Regions from separate parts of the Mus musculus genome. Here all the other regions are linked to region 1. The links are chromatin contacts, called in public HiChIP or PLAC-seq maps. All regions are on one chromosome and are shown on one strand. Each heading gives the region's core, a stretch centred on a gene start, on an enhancer-like site or on the middle of the called end of the contact. The rest is flanking DNA. Distances are from core to core; before and after follow the strand shown.

Region 1 (2,739 bases), core at 82-2,581:
CAAAGCTGCTAGCTGGCAAGGTGGGCCACTGGGTCTCCCCGGGCCAGGGTTGGGACAGCAAATGTTGACCCAGAGCCTCTGGTTGCTAGGTGCCCAGGCCTGGACCAAGGACATCAGGTGTAACTTCGGCTCTAGGAGGTGGCTGAAGTCACCTGGCTGATATCCTGTTCCAGCCGCTGACCAGCTTGCCGAAGGCCATCGAACTTCTGTCTCAGAGCTTCCCCCGCCTGCCGCAGCCTCTCATTCATAGCCACGTAGGCCCGGCTCTGTTGGTAGATCTGCTCCTGCTGGATCTCAGAGTCCTCAGCCCTTGGGGATGGGTCTGGGGGGTCTGAAGAGAAGAAACAGTGTCACCATCCCCAGGCCTGACATCCACCAACCCAGAGGCAAGAGGATCAGTGGTTCAAGGTCATCCTTGGCTACATGGTGAGTTCGAGGCCAGCCTGGGCTATATAGGCCTATTAGGCACTAGAAAACAAGACTCAGTTTCAGGTTTTGGTGTCATGGAGAGGACAGGACACCTCCAGCCACCCTGGCCTGCCGTTCTACCCAGGACTGCCTGGATTCCTGGATCCTAGGCCAGGAGTCGCAGATATGGCCCCTGCAAGTACTCTGGCCCCCCATTAATTTGTAGGAGCAGCTGGCCACGCCCCTCTGAGACAAGGTCTTGAACTCACAGCAATCCTCTTGCCCTAGACCCGGGTTGGCAGCACTTTCAACTTTTTTTTGTTTTTGTTTTTCGAGACAAGGTTTCTCTGTGTAGCCCTGGCTGTCCTGGAACTCAGTCTGTAGACCAGGCTGGCCTCGAACTCAAAAATCCGCCTGCCTCTGCCTCCCAAGAGTTCGGAGCACTTTCAATTTTATTTCTGATGATCTTTCTTTGCAGGGGAAGAGAAGGGCAGGGACAAAAAAGATTCGTCCCTGCAGTCGGTTTGCTCCCCACTCGGGAGTCTCACGTTCTCCTACCTTCCGGGGCCAGGGCAGTGAAAACAGGATCTTGAGCGGGTGCCCCTCGCACGTCCTCCAGGATCTGCTCCACCGTGGGAGGCGCGGGGCGAGTGGGCAGTACCACGCGTTTCTTCGCCTTGGAGTTCATCTTGTAGGTGGAGCGCGCGCTAACTGGGGGTCCACTTTCGGCTCGGCCCGCCCACCTCGCGAACTCCTACGCACCCCTTACAGACCTGCGCCGAGGTCCCTACCCCGTCTCGCTTTCCCTCCTCCCGGAACCTCGGAGTTTGGCTCGATCTCCGCGCCAGTTTGCTCTTGGAACACCCCGCTGCCTATCTTCGTTCCAAGAACCTAGGCGGCCGCCACCGCTTCCGCTTCCTGCTTGAACGCCACTACGTTCCGGCACTTCCGGTCCACTCCAGCGCCACGCCTCGCGAAACCCCTCCCCCGTCTTAAAGAGCCCTAAGCCTAGATGCTCCTAGTTGCTATCCAGTAAGATCAGAAGGAACTCTGCCCTCCTTCACCGCGTGTGGTGGGAGGAAAGGGGTGAACGTGATTTCGAGAGTAATCAGTGTACAACCATTGCCAGGTACACAGTGGGCGCTCAATAAATGCTGGATGGAACCTAGCCACAGGCTTTGCTTCCTTGTGGTAGACCTTTAACTCAGTACTTTAATCTCAGTACTGTGAGGCAGAGGCAGGCAGACCTCTGTGAGTTCAAGATCATCTTGGTCAATATGGGGAATCCCAGAACAGCCAGGACTACACAGTGAGACCCTGTCTCAAAAGAGCAGTGGGAAAGCCGGGCAGTGGTGGCGCACGCCTTTAATCCCAGCACTCGGGAGGCAGAGGCAGGTAGATTTTTGAGGCCAGCCTGGTCTACAAAGTGAGTTCCAGGACAGCCAGGGCTAAACAGAGAAATCCTGTCTCGAAAAACCAAAAAAAAAAAAAAAAAAAAAAAAAAACCAGTGGGGGATGGGGGAGCGAGCTAGCTTCCTGTTCATGGCTGTATGGTAATTCAGCACTTGGCAGATCTGGGCTCAGAGCAGTCTTCCTCTGTGGGTCCTTATTCCTCCAGGGGCCCACCCTACCCTCAAGGACACCATAAACTCGACATCTTCTGTTTAACTTTTATTTGGCAACTATGAGGTTAGACATGGGGCTATGGATGGCTTGGAGACAGGGAAGGGGCAGATGATTGGTGGCTGTGGTCTGACCTCTTGCCCACTGTACCTGCTCCAAAATGAGTAAGGACACATCTCTTCCACTGGGAGCAGCTGAGGCTGAGCGGTGGGCTGTCACCTGACCCATGCAGCTGCTCTGCCCTGGCCTTCTGGGGCAGGCTTCTCTTCCAGCCTGAGAGCAGGACCTTGGGGTACCGGCCTTCTGTCCTGACAGCCAGGCATCTCTGGCTCTCCAGCCTCCAGGGATCTGTGCATGCATGGTTTTGGGCACTGGGGTATCTAGCCTGGGGCAGGTGGGCCTTCCTCAAGCCGAGGGGCCTCCCAAAGGCCCTGGCCAGCAGAGCCAGCACCATGGCCCAAGACTGGTAGCTGGGGGGCCACCAGAGGTGGCAAGCCTTGGAGGGGCTCTGGAGCTCTCCCAACACAAGGGACAGGGGACAGGCAGTGTAGTCGCTGCTCAGGCTGCTGCAGCAGGTGTAACAGGAGGGTGACAGCTGGCCTGTCCTTCGGTCACTGGCTGCTGTGGGTGGCTGTAGAGCCACCACCACTGCTGGCTGGAGATGAGGCAGAGTCCTGCCAGGATGGAGAGGGGACTGTGACTTTCTGC
Region 2 (2,739 bases), core at 135-2,634, 230 kb before region 1:
GAAGTCCCCATCCATGGTGGGTTCCACTGCCAGCATCAGGCAAGTGGAGGCAGCGCTCCGCGACCCTCGGGTGGCGGCTATCTGGACTGCTTACTCTGTGGTGCTGGCAGCGGCAGTTGTAATGTCATATCCTGTGGTGGGAGAGGAAGCCATCATGAAAGGACTGTGCAGGTTCCCCAACTCCCGGCAAGCCTATCTGGAAAGTGTGGCTCCTGCCCCACTGTGACCATAAGCACTGGTCAATAGCATGGCCGCTGCCCATTGGATCAAGCTGCTGAAGTAGCACAGGCTGAGGCTGGCACTGTGACCCGGTAGGGAGGGTCAGGCAGGACCTCTGAAGACACTGCAGACACCGAGAGCATATCAGGAAACCTAAATACCTCAGAAGAACCCCAGAAGTTCCCTCTGAGCCAGACCCTGGAGAGCCTGCCCAGGGTGTCCCTGGCTGCAGGGTGGTGAACCCTAAGCCCAACATGGTCAGACACAGGACAACTATGCCCTGCCCCAGGTCTGTGACACAGACTGGAGCACATCAAGGTCTCCAAGCTCCCTCCATGCCCCCCAGCCTAGAACAGAGTCCCAGACCATCCAGGAAGGTGGTGGAACTCAGGCGGGCAACACAAGGTTAATCACCAGAGACAGGAAGGGGAGATGGACGCCGCCCAGCCAAGCCCTGGAGCAGAGCAGGGGCCTTCCAGTAACTGCCCACAGCCCAGGCCACAAGCAGCAGGCAGTGGCTTGTGTAATCCAACCAGGGGAAGCCAGCCTGCCTGCCTGGGGATGCTGGCAGGAGGGAGGGAAAAGGGCCCAGTGGGCAGAGGCAAGACTGCCAGCAAGGCCAGAAGTCATGTTCTGCACCAGTCCCAGCTCTGAAGGCCAGCTGCCCAGCAAGCCCAGACCTGGGAGTCTGGTCACAACTAGATGCACTCACAGAGGCTCATGGTGGATGGATACTGTGTGATCTGGGGGACTGGTCGACCTCATATTTTGGGGTGAACTGGGGATGTGGCTCAGTGATGAATGTTCGCCTAGGAGGTGGCCTTGAGTTCTGTCAGCCTGTCATCATAGCACTTGGGAAACTGAGGCAGCAAGGTAACAAGTTCAAGACCAGCCTGGGCTATAGAGTGTGACTGCCTCAAAAAATAAACCGAAGCTGTGGGGCCATGGCATGGGTATTCGCCAGGCACAGAGGAAGCCTTGGGTCTGACCCCAGCACCCCATAAACAAGCTGTAGTACTACACACGCCATCCCGGTACTAGGGAGGTGGGGCAGGGAAATGGGGAGGTCAAGACCATCCTGGGCTACATAGGAAGTTAGAAGCCGGCCTGAGCTACACGACGCCATGTCCCGCAAATAAAAAAAGGAACTGGAGAAATGGTGTACTAGGTTGGAATGCTCACTGCGCAGACTCAGATCTCCAGCACCTGCCAGGCATGACCACACTTACTTCTAGCCCCAGCAGTGACTGCAATACACTACCAGATTCAGTGAGAGACAGACAGTGAGACACGAAGGTGTTGTACACACCTGTCATCCCAGCACTAGGCAGGCTGACACAGGATGGTCAGGAGTCTGAGGTCACCCTCAACAACACAGCAAGCTCAAGGATTAGCCTGTCTACATTAAACCATATTTTAAGTACTTACTTTAACTATATATATATGTATGAGCATTGCCTGTACCTGTCTGTGCACCGTGTATATGCCTGGTCCCTGCAGAAGCCAGAGAGGGCACTGGGTCCCCTAGAACTGGAGTTACAGATGGTTGTGAGCTGTCATGTAGGTACAGGGAATTAAACTTGGGTTCTCTGCAAAAGCAGACAGTGCTCCTAATCACTGGGCTGTATCTCCGGCCTGAGAGACTATTTTGTTTTATTCTGTTTTGTTTGGTTTGGTTTGGTTTGGTCTCTCTGAGTAGCCCTGGTTGTCCTGGAACGATCTCTGTAGGCCAAGCTAGCCCAGAACTCAGAACTCCACCTGCCTCTGACTCCCGAGCGCTGAGATTAAAGATGTGCATTACCACCACCTTGTTTTGTTTTTAAGCAAAGGAATAAGGCAGAGAGTGATAAAGTCCTCAGGCCTCTGGGTATGTACCCAAACTAGCATGTATGTACACATGCCACACACACACACGCGCACGCACGCACGCACGCACGCGCACACACACACACACACACGCACGCACACACACACACACACACACACACGCACACACGCCACACACACACACACACACATACACACACACACACACACACACACACGCCACACACACACACACACACACACACGCCACACACACACACACACACACACGCCACACACACACACGCGCACACACACACGCCACACACACACACACACACACCACACACACACACCACACACACACGCCCCCCCCACACACACACACGCCACACACACACACACACGCGCGCACACACGCGCACACACGCACACACACACACGCACACGCACACACACACACACGCACACACACACACACACAGGCACACACACACACATACACACACACACACACACACACACACACACGGTGGGAGGAAGGGAGAGAGAGGAGAGAGGACACAGAAAGAGGGAGGGAGGGGAGAGGGAGGAGACTGGGGGAGAGAAAGAGATTGATTGATTGATTGATTGATTGATTGACTGATGACTGATTGAGGGGCATAGCGGGCCAGCCCTGGCTCCATGTTGGCAGCTGACAGGCTGCAGGGGCTG
Region 3 (2,739 bases), core at 95-2,594, 140 kb after region 1:
TATTGATGTTGTTTGACCCAGGACCTAACTCTGTAGCTCAGACTGGCCTCTATCTCTGAGACTGCCCTGCCTCAGCCTCTGAGTACTGAGATAACAGGGCGCACGGTTGCACCTGGTGCTAATGGTGGGGAAGGGGTTTGTAGTTACTCAGTTCAGAGATCTCATTTACAAAATAATCCAGACGTGCCACGTGGTGTATAGCAGGTTCTCTTCTGAGCTGGGCCCAACAAACAAGCTGACTCAGCATTCTAGACCTGGAGACACCGGTCTCCTTCACTTTTAACCCTTGGACCCTCTTCAGGGACATGGGTCTGTTATACAAAGATGTGGGAAGGCCTGGACTAGGGTCAGTGCAGTCGGTGTATGCCAAACTAGCAGCCTCCTGCCAAGGCACAGGGCATGGGGACTGTCCCCTTTCACATGACTGAACATGAAGCTTGACCAGGGCAAGCTAGGTAGGCTTGGGATCCAGTTCTGTCTGGTTCTGAGGACTGAGCTTGCCCTAGACAGACCCAGGGTAAGTCCCAGGCTTTCAAGTCCCAGGACAAACATATCCCACTGGGAGCTGCATTCCTCTATCCCTACATCCTGTCAGAGTGGAGTCTCTGAGGCTTCTTTTGGGTGATCAGAGAGGTTGGGGTAGAGACTGGGAGCAACCCAGCATGCTGACAGGGCTGTGTTCTCTGAGTGGTGGCAATTCCCAGAGGATCACAGATCACAGAGACAGAAATATCCGCAGGTGGGGAGAACCTGAGGCCAGTGCTGCGTGGCCCGTCCCAGTGGTACTCCACCTCGGCCACAGCAGATCAGTAGCTGGTCAGGCAAATGTGCTGTGGCCAGATCAACTGCAGGCTGCCCACACAGGGTGTCTGGCTTCTGAGAGTTCTGGAAGGTTCTCCCGGCTTCTCCCTCCCTCCCCCCTTCACTGTGTATCTTTCTGGCTCATTTTTTCCCCTCTTTCCTGTCTTTTGTTGTTTTGGTTTGCAGAGGCATGGGCTCACTCTGTAGCCCAGAATGGCCTTGGAACTCACAGCAATTCCCCTGCATTAGCCTTCCAAATACTGAGGTTTCAGGTATTCAGCACTGCTCAGGGACCAGCCGAGTCTGTCTTCTTCCTTGTGCTTCTTGGACCCTGAAGGAGAAGCTGAGATCTCTAGAAAATTCCTCCCGAGGGCTGAGGCTCAGGAGGTGAGGGACCCCCCTGGCAGGCAGGAAGCCCCGAAGCTGAGGGAAATGAAGGCCCCTGTGGTAGGGGTTCTTCCGGGTTCGCATCCATGAAGACCCATCTGTTACCTCATGGTCTTGGCTTCCCGGGAATCCCTGCTCTGTGGTTTTGGCTGCACCAGTCTGTGGTCTGAGGAACCCACAGTGAAGTAGATGGCCATCTAGAGAGACCGGGGCTAACAGGAGACTCTGCCTGGAGCGAGGGGTGAGGCTCTATAGAACTGCTGATAGAACAGTGTGTCCAGGGGGATCCTTTGGACTGAACCCCAATGTATCTCATTGAGCAAAACCCATGAGGCCAGAGAGTCCAGTCAAAGCCCCAAGGGGCACGCTTGCAAGTAAGTGCTGTCTCCGTTTGATTTTATTTTGTGAGAATGTTCATGTGAATGGAAGCCAGAGGTGATGTCATGAGTGTTTCTGTTGCTCCTAGTTTTGAGTTTTTTACTATAAAAATTACATTTATTTATTGTGTTTTGTGTGTGTGTGTGTGTGTGTGTGTGTGTGTGTGTGTGAGAGAGAGAGAGAGAGAGAGAGAGAGATGAAAGGGTAGTTTGCCCATGGTTGGTGCTCTCCTTCAGTCTTGGAGTCTTGGGGATTGAACTCAGGTGGCCAGGATTGGCTGCAAGCCCCTGCTGTGCCCTCTTGCCACCCCTTCCTTGCTTTTGAAGACATAATGCTTCACTGAAGCTGGGGATCCCATGAGGTTGAGCTGTCTGGTGGGTGCTCAGCATGAGGCCTGGAACCCAGGTCTTCACCATGGTGACTGACACCTTGTCTGTCCTTTGAGCCCTCACCCCTCTCAGATACACTCACGCAGCCTCCAGTTTGCCATCCCCCATCACAAGTCACCAGGGCACTTGCTGACAAACCACCCTGAGTACATCTGAAAAATAGATTTGCTTTTATTTTTGATTTTTTAAGGGGTTAGTCACATAGGGCAGTCTGGAACCAACCAGGCTAGACCCCAACTCACAGCCACTGTCCTGCCTCCACCTCCCAAGTGGCTAGAATTACAGGCACGTTGTAGCCCTCCAAGCCCAGATTTTGTTTTTGAGACAGCGCTAACCCTGTAGTTCAGTCTATCCTAGAATACAAGATCTTCCTGCATCAGCCTTCAAATGCTGAGGTGACAGGTGTGTGCTCCACACGTGACTGAAAATGTCTGTTTTAAAGCAACATAGAGCTTGAACTTGCTTGCAGTGAAATATCAGGTTGGATCCTTGGTTCCAAAAAGCAGAGCTCCTACTAGTGGGGTGACAGACTCTGCTGCTCTGTGACAGCCATCACATCGGGGCCCATTTCTGCTTATCACAGGCACTTGGAGCCTCCAGAGCACATGGCAGAGGACCTAGGGTCTCTTCCCATCATCCTCAGTGGAGGTCAGGGGTAAAATAATCTGGGTCGATTGTTTCACAGACATAGACAGAAATATGAGGAAAAGTGGATGGATGGATGGATGGATAGATGGATGGATGGATGGATGGATGGATAGGTGGATAGATGAGTGGGTGGATG

Evidence for each region. HiChIP or PLAC-seq counts read pairs in DNA pulled down with a chosen protein or histone mark.
Region 2: a contact with region 1 is called in an H3K4me3 HiChIP or PLAC-seq map of bone marrow-derived macrophages, with 4 times the contacts expected there. The contact joins the enhancer-like site here to the promoter of 2310011J03Rik in region 1. A contact is called at or near these places in 1 of 39 promoter capture datasets (pre-B cells), 3 of 115 datasets of contacts at active chromatin or transcription factors (bone marrow-derived macrophages, double positive thymocytes and pancreatic cancer cells) and 2 of 9 other capture datasets (adipose tissue and pancreatic islet).
Region 3: an HNF4G HiChIP or PLAC-seq map of pancreatic cancer cells shows a contact between it and region 1. The contact joins the enhancer-like site here to the promoter of 2310011J03Rik in region 1. A contact is called at or near these places in 5 of 39 promoter capture datasets (the 3T3-L1 cell line, cranial neural crest, hematopoietic stem and progenitor cells and 2 more) and 5 of 115 datasets of contacts at active chromatin or transcription factors (the 230-238 cell line, the SCID.adh cell line, bone marrow-derived macrophages and 2 more).

The regions. Positions count from the first base shown.
Region 1 is chr10:80,319,217-80,321,955 of GRCm38.p6, forward strand. 2310011J03Rik (RIKEN cDNA 2310011J03 gene) reads right to left here and starts at 1,332. Exons shown (of 2, transcript NM_025521.3): 1 at 967-1,332; 2 at 1-331. The coding sequence starts at 1,096. The coding sequence ends at 132. Pcsk4 (proprotein convertase subtilisin/kexin type 4) reads right to left here. Exons shown (of 15, transcript NM_008793.2): 15 at 2,067-2,735. The coding sequence ends at 2,590.
Region 2 is chr10:80,086,302-80,089,040 of GRCm38.p6, forward strand. It overlaps Sbno2 (strawberry notch 2), which reads right to left. Exons shown (of 32, transcript NM_183426.2): 2 at 1-131. The coding sequence starts at 36. Among named protein-coding and RNA genes, the nearest start is that of Sbno2, 15 kb to the right of the region's middle. Within about 2 kb of position 1,385, at least 91 of the 459 cell types and tissues checked have an H3K27ac peak or open chromatin away from gene starts, as enhancers often do. A contact at or near this core is called in adipose tissue and bone marrow-derived macrophages, where this site is marked.
Region 3 is chr10:80,460,212-80,462,950 of GRCm38.p6, forward strand. No RefSeq gene overlaps it. Among named protein-coding and RNA genes, the nearest start is that of Gm40716, 14 kb to the right of the region's middle. Within about 2 kb of position 1,345, at least 11 of the 459 cell types and tissues checked have an H3K27ac peak or open chromatin away from gene starts, as enhancers often do. A contact at or near this core is called in pancreatic cancer cells, where this site is marked.